2 separate regions of the Sus scrofa genome follow, and region 2 is linked to region 1. Evidence: chromatin contacts called from public HiChIP or PLAC-seq data. All regions are on one chromosome and are shown on one strand. The core of a region is the stretch at or near the end of the contact, and the rest is flanking DNA. Distances in the headings are between cores, read along the strand shown.

Region 1 (3,692 bases), core at 71-2,570:
GCCATGGGTGCGGCTCTAAAAACAGAAGGAAAAAAAATTTTTTCAAATAAAGTTTAAAATTATCCAAAATGAAAAAATATCTAATCACTGATTTAAACATTTATAGTAAAATTAAAAAGAAAAGCAAGGGAATAACCAACTAGGGTAGCCACTGACTCTGAGGGTGGTTATTTCAGAATTCAGAGAGAAAAAAAAAAAAAAGAGAGAGAGAGAAAGAAAGAAATCACATGATCACTAATTATTTATTGAACATTATGAATACAAAGACGTAAACAAGGGCAGCTTAAGGAGTGGAACTTGGTATCAAATAAATGGTGCCAAAAGCAAGTGCCCTGGTGAACCTCAAAGGAGAAACTGTTGACTGAACACTTGGTGAGAAAGGCTTCCCATGGAGGAAACGGAGCCTGAGAGAGTTCCTTTTAAAAAGGTTTAGAAAACAAAGAGAGAGACAGAGATGAGGGTACGTGCAGCTCGGGGCATAGAGGCAGAACGCGGACACGATACTTGTGCACTGGGCAGCAGCAAGAGTGGTTGGCGAGGGTCAAATCGTGGGGGTGACGGAACGTGGGAAGGCCCAGAAACACTGGAGGCGCGAATGTGCTCTAAGAAGATTACTCTGACAGGGGCAAGCAGGGTGTCAAGAATAAAGCAGGGAGAACAGTGAGGACAACACTGCAACAGTCAGGGACTGTGGTAAGAAGGGCTGAGCTGATGGTAAGAGGAGTGGAATGATTTAAACAGCACTTATCAGGAGTTCCCCTGTGGCTCAGCTATAATGAATCCGACTAGGATCTATGAGGATGAGGGTTCGATCCCTGGCCTCGCTCAGTGGGTTAAGGATCCGGCGTTGCCTCAAGCTGGGGTGTAGGTTGCAGACGTGGCTCGAATCCTGCATTGCTGTGGCTGTGGTGTAGGCTGGCAGCTGTGGCTCCAGTTCAACCCCTAGCCTGGGAACCTCCATATGCTGTGAGTATAGCCCCCAAAAGCAAAACAAACAAACAGGTAGATAGATAGCACTTATCAAGTTTGATGAGTAGAGCTCTAGCTTTGGAAATATTAAGCGTTTCTTATATTTATCCAGCCAGTTGTGTACGAGGGAGAGATGTACACACCCAATAATTGCCACCCTGCAGTAAAAGAAGGAATCAGAACCATGCAGGACTATCTGCCCAGCCTGCCAGCACTTATGTTTCTGGCTGCTCCTTGAGCTGAACGCACAGCCACCTTCCTATCAGCTCTGAATCCAGAGTTGAGGCAAAGGTGAAACCTGAGGCCGACTCACTTTTCCTTTGAATCTTGAGCTAGATGGCCAGAGGCTTGTTATTCTCTTTTCTCTACTGCCACCTAGTGTAGACATGAAAGGGTTTCCCAATGAGAAAGAGAATCTGGTTTTGCCATCTGAAACGGCAGCTGCTCCAAAAGAATCTAAGTCACATGGAAATGGTCAGCATCTCTCATAGAGAAATCCTTGAGCTTCGATATCTTGCCGAATTGTGGCAGCTGCTGCCACGTGCGTTAAGATGAAGCAGGAAATTACTACTAAGTAAAAGCGTACGGTCTTCTCCATAATGAGCAGGTGCTGAGGTAGTGACACGTGCACTAAAGTTCTCTGCAGGCTGACCTCCGAGAATATGAATAGGACCTTCTAGCTCTCCATTTTGATTAAAGGAAAGAACCCTTCCATAACTACAGGGGCCTTGAAACAGAGGAGGCTGCCTTATGGGGAGCTGAGTTCTCCGTCACCCAGCAAGAGATTCATGCATTCAGGCAAGGGAGGGTGGGGGTACATGACCTCACAGATGCCACCCCGCTCTGAGGTTCTGGAGTGTCCATCACGTCGAGGCGTCCATGAGCTCAAACCCTGCTCCTAACAAATGCTGAAGGACAAGAACCATGCCCATCTTGCGCACTGCGGCATGCTCTAAAGCTAGTACAGGGTCCAACACGTATTATCTGCTAACAAGATGAAATTAAATTTTGATTCTAATGAGGCACTGCATCAAGATCGTTGAAGGTACAGAAGAGAACCAGAGTGAATGGGTTGAAATTCTCATACCGCCACTTTAAGATTTAACTCACATGCGCCTCAGTTTCTCATGGGATGAAAATGGTACTTATGTGACAGAGTTTTTAGGATGATTTAATGACAGTTTATGTAAGGCAATTAGAATAATGATGCATATGTTAGATTATTATTACTGCTATTATTATGATAATGTAATCTCTAAAGAACATTTCTAAGGCCCAAAACAATATAGACATATACCACTGCTAGAACTAAAACACAAAATTGGTAGAAGAGTGGTTATTTTTATCATAAATTATGTTTTCACCTTTATAGAAGGTTGAGATAAAAGCTCAATCTCAGAGTCCAAGACTCAAATGGATCGCTTATAGTTTTTAACCATGAACCATGCCCTGACTACTACAAATTATTATTGTTTATATAATAACTATTTGGTTATGTTAAAGGGAGTTTTCCTTCTTGCTGAATATTGTACAGAATTTCCCATGCAATTTACAGACTAAGGTAATCTCAAGTAGCCATTATAAAATTAGGAGCCATCAAAACAATTACTTTATTAACAAAAGCTTTTTAACTAACCATAACCCCTTCTTACAATATTCTGCAATTCTCCTGGAAGAGCTATTTTAATGCCTTTCCATCATCAAGATCTACCACTATCCCTTAGAATGGCTCTATGGCCTCCCACCAAAATATGCAGAACAGTAGGGCACTGCTGGGAGAAAAGTGACAGACACACACACTAAGTTAGCTCCTCCGGAAGGAAGGAAAGCTGGGTGTTGTCTGGGGGCTGGACTGTGCAGTGTAGCTTGTGACGGTCTGAAGAAGACAAAGTCCGCGTGAACAGGTGACGCTCCCATGCACAATCCAGGCAGGGTTAAGACACTTTGTTTGGAAAGTGGGCGTCTTTCCCACAAGAAAGAACCTGCTCTTAGGTGTTGATTAAGATGGAGTGCCCGGGCCAGGAGCCTTGCAAAGACTTGAGGTTAGATACGCAGAAAGGAGAGGGGTCGGTCTCACAAGGCCGAAAGGACTTGGTGCTTCTCGCCTTCTTCCCCGGGGCCTTCTTCTCTCATTTATTCTAAAAGCAATTGGGCGCTCACCCGTTCTGTCCATGTAGGAACTGGTGATTTATATTTGTACTCAGCTGGTTCCCAAGGTCTAAGACGCCAGAACCTTCCAACAAGCGGCGCCATTAAGGCTGGCAAACAAGTGGCTTTTGTAAAAGGCTGAACATTTTTACCCAGAAGACTGAGATTATGCAATGCAGATGAGCCTCATAGAAAACATAATAAAAGACAAATCATAGGAAGGCTATGTTATCTTCAAACCCAGAAATGAAATACTTGTGGTTACTGTAAAAAGAGTTAAGGTGGCGAAATTAGATCATTTAGACGCCATTTCTTTCCTATCTTCTAGTGATACATTTTTATTCTTTTAATCAAGAATTCTGACCTCAAAAAGAGAGTTGCTAGATTCCAAATATTTCTAAAATAACATATAAGTTGACCTTGCCTAAAGCTCTGAAAAAAATCTAACCCATCAAACTTAGTACTTCAAAGTAAAATTTGCTAATCTTAAATCAACACAGTACAACTTCTATTCTGATTCATACTATTCTAAGTGATTTTAGAAGTAATAGTCTTTTGTCTCGACGAGGGTTTCA
Region 2 (3,807 bases), core at 288-2,787, 71 kb before region 1:
AAAGCCCACTGCTTGTCAAATATCTGCCTCGGAGAAAGTTTCTTAAGGTTCGAAACTCATCAAGGCTGTCTTAGATGGGAGTCTCCTCTGTTCCCTGAACTTCTGCCTGGAACAGCTCAGCAGGTAGAGGCCGTGGGATCTCAGAGCCTTAGCGTAGGAGAGGGTCCTGAACCTCCCCTCCTCTCTTCCAAACTACAGCGTCCTCGCCAAGTGATGAGTAACCTCTTCTAAGCTAACCTCCACCTGGAATCGTCATTGAGCTGCTCACTTCCTTTATTTTCACATACGCCCTGCATTACCTGAAACAAATACATCTCTCATCCTTGAGCCCACAAGAATCTAAGAGCTCTCAGGTTTTACAAGGCTTCTTCAGGCTAACCTTCTGCCAACACTTAAATTCCCTTTCTGAAAGGGCCCCCAGTTGCTGCAGTGTCTCTGCCTTGCTCCCCCTGGCTCCCCCCCCCATCGTCTTTCTAAAGTTCATAGTCGTACCTCCTCGCCCCTAACAGCCAGCTTCACAAATACAGTGCATCCTGAGTGTGTATTCCGCATCTTCAGCATAAGTAGAATGTTTTTAGGAAATCAAACACGTAGCTTGTTTCCTTTGTAAAAATGACCAGAATAAAGAGCTCTCTACCTAATCAGTCCCCTGGCTCCCAAGGAATGTTAGAACCAAACTTGTGAAAAATGAACTAAAATGAGGGACCATCTGTAGGCTTTTGTGTTGAGGTCTTCTGTTGGCCGCCTGACCGCTCCACTCCATCGGGTGAGATAATCAAACGTATTGGCTCTTATTTCAATTTCCTTAGCTAGTATTTGGAAAATAAGCAGCTGAAGGAAAATGTAAATATCCTTATGTGTACTGCTCTTTTGGCTGCAAGTAATAGAAAACCTACCAGTTGCATAAACCCTAGGGTAGTGTTGGCTGCAGTTATCTAAAGCTGCATAAAAGATGTATGCTTTTGTTTTTGTTTTTTTCCACTCAAGGTTAGCATCTGTAATTCTTCCTCCACAGTTCTGCTTGGCATTTTCACATAACTGTTGAAGACTGAAAGTTCTGAAAACGTGGAGCCACCAGCCGACTTCCCTTTCCGTCTCATTAGTCGGGGTGGAGGCACAAGGCCAGCTGAGCTACGAGGGAAACAAGGAAGTGAGTTTCTGGCAACGGGAGGTGGGACGGTCGTGACCAGGCAAAGCGGCTGCTTCAGTGTCCCCGGAACGTTGAAAAATAAGAGTTTTATTTCCTTGTAAAAGTTAATAGATAATCATGAAGAAAGTTTGGAAAGAGGAAAAAAAAAAAAATTCCCCCAATGCGGCTGCTCAGCACCCTTTTAACACTTATAATCATATTGTACTGTGGGACTTTTTTTGACTTAACATGATTAGTTTAAAGCTCTATGGTTTTTGAAATCTATTATTTCGAAATAAAACATAAACCAAGGAGGTAGCATGGAGCAGCAGGAAGGGGGCTGGCTTTGGTGTAAAGAGACGGTGCTTGGAGCCCGGGTCCTGGCACGAATCCATCACTGTATTTCTGCTTCCTCAAAATCGAGAAATGTGTTTCCTGAGTTCCACCACTTCCAAGGCTTCGTGATCACAAGAGCCGTGTCTTTGAGACACGCAAGCCATGCTGTTCAGATACTGACTCAACACAGTGGGTCTAGACCGCAAAGACAAGCAGAAGAGTGAACTGGAAGTTACCACCGTGTGAAACTGGGTGCCTGATATGCAATAATGTAAGATACAACACAGAATGTGTACCCGTGCTTCGTTTTTCAACGGCAGCCAGAAATCTGGATTTTCATGTGAAATTATTAGCTTTTAAAACAGGGACACCTAATTTGAAAAGCAAAATACTCTAGAGGCCAGACAAAACACATCTGCTCAATGTCAGTCTGCAGCTCTGGCTAAACCAGCAGCCAGCTTGAGCAACACTGGAAAAGGGATGTATGGGGTGAGACGGGAGGTGGGAGTAGGAAAAGCTGCTTATAGGACCTTTTGGTCATGCAGCAGCTGGAATAGTACAAGCCGTCTAAAACATCAAATACTTATATTAATGGTGAATACATACAATCTAGGCTTTTTAGCATCTCTAGTTTTTTACACCGAGGCCATCATTACTTCCCCCTGCGGATTCTGAAACACCCTCGGGTGTGACCTGAGCTTTGACCTGCGCTCCTGAGTTAAGCACGTGCTCTATGGGAAACAACTGAATCGGATCCTGTGAGGTCCCGAAGTGTCTCATCGGAATGTGAAACATGCCAATTTTTTTCTCTTTCATGTGTGTTTCCCCCGATCGCTGATCGTTACGGTTCGAAATCAAGTCCTGTGTCTTTTGCCTCCATCGTTCAGTTTAAGGACAAAACGAAAATGAAAATCACGAGCGTCTTCGACGGGTGTTCCCTTGCGCTCGAATTGCCACCTCCAGCCGTTTGTTCTCTTCTCAGCCTAAATGTTGCCCCTTTCATGTCTCCCCTTCAGAGAGAGAACGACCCACGACACCAGGCGCTGCAGGTCTTCGCACTCTCAGCAGTTCTGACTCTCGCTGCCTGAAACCGGTACAGAAAGAGGATGTAACAACGTTGAACTTTTTATGTGATTTTTTTTTGCCTTTGACACAGTTATTAGAGGTTTTTTTTTTTTTTTTTTTAAAGCAACAGCGCCCTACGAGGACACCAGGTTTCTAAATGATTCATCTTCTCACAGACCTTGATATTCAATCCAGGTGTAGGAATAACAGGATAGCCCTTGGGTTCTATCCTCAGGGCTTGGAAAGGCTTCAGTGAAATTCTATAGCAAAAGGCCCCTGTGCTTACCCTGACTTTCTCTTTGTTCTACTCACTTTTTATCTCTGAAAAGCAAAGGGATTTCCTTGGGGGATTAAGCAGAGGAAACAGCCAAAGGTAGCTATCGTGTTTCATTTGAATTAGGAGATGCCAAAGAATCCTGAAGTCAACTCAACGGGAAGCCCTTTGCCCCAGTCTTGGAAGGGTCCCCGGGTCTCACCAGCACGAGCGTCACAAGTCCTCATCCCACCCAGACGTATCATCCTCTCTTCTCCCTCACCCGACCCCCACTCCGGGAATATCTTGGACAAACAGTAGTGGTTTCTCGAGCAAGGCAGAGAAATGTCTCATCGGAATGTGATACATGCCAATTTTTGTCTCTTTTCAAAAGTTTTTCCATGTAATATCTTGCTAACACAAAATCATTTTGCAATTACATATTTTTAAATGGATGGGTGCTGTTCTCACCCTGCGAGATTCTGGTTTTGAGTCACTGAAATGAACAGAGGTAGAAGAACAGACAGATGACTAGTTTTCTTAGTGATAGATCTTAGAAGCTGCTGTTCAAAGAATGAGATGAAAGGGAAGCATTTCCCATACCTCCAGCCGGACTTATCTATCTCCTGTCAACACAAAGCTACATAAAAAATACATATTGAGCTGCTATTCAAGAGTCGCTACAAAATCTTGAAATAAACAATAACATAAGTCACATTTCTATTAGACTTCTCAAATTTTTACATCCTGATTTCTGGTTGACATCTACTTTAAAAATATCCAATGATAACCTGAATGGCCAATTTCTAAGTTAGCCATATTTTTTACTAATTCCTTTTGAAGTAAAGTAAGGGTGTTTTTTTTTTTTTTCTTTTGGTTAATGATTTTAAAATGTTAAAAGAGCAAACTATTTTTCACATTTCCTTATGTAACGTTGTATTTTTCTTTTGCTTATTATGATCACTCGTTACATTTTTAGGGAGATGCTTCATTTATACTTTTATGTTTGGGGAGTAGTCTGTGA

What was found. HiChIP or PLAC-seq counts read pairs in DNA pulled down with a chosen protein or histone mark.
Region 2: a contact with region 1 is called in an H3K27ac HiChIP or PLAC-seq map of alveolar macrophages. The contact joins two enhancer-like sites. A contact is called at or near these places in 6 of 47 Hi-C or Micro-C datasets (alveolar macrophages, heart right ventricle, liver and 3 more) and 2 of 2 datasets of contacts at active chromatin or transcription factors (alveolar macrophages and skeletal muscle).

What each region holds. Positions count from the first base shown.
Region 1 is chr5:93,181,834-93,185,525 of Sscrofa11.1, reverse strand. All of the region lies in intron 9 of POC1B (POC1 centriolar protein homolog B), which reads right to left. Among named protein-coding and RNA genes, the nearest start is that of GALNT4, 51 kb to the right of the region's middle. Within about 2 kb of position 1,320, at least 18 of the 83 cell types and tissues checked have an H3K27ac peak or open chromatin away from gene starts, as enhancers often do. A contact at or near this core is called in alveolar macrophages and liver, where this site is marked.
Region 2 is chr5:93,252,516-93,256,322 of Sscrofa11.1, reverse strand. It overlaps LOC110260801 (a long non-coding RNA gene), which reads left to right. Exons shown (of 2, transcript XR_002344271.1): 2 at 1,016-3,807. Among named protein-coding and RNA genes, the nearest start is that of DUSP6, 49 kb to the left of the region's middle. Within about 2 kb of position 1,537, at least 38 of the 83 cell types and tissues checked have an H3K27ac peak or open chromatin away from gene starts, as enhancers often do. A contact at or near this core is called in alveolar macrophages and liver, where this site is marked.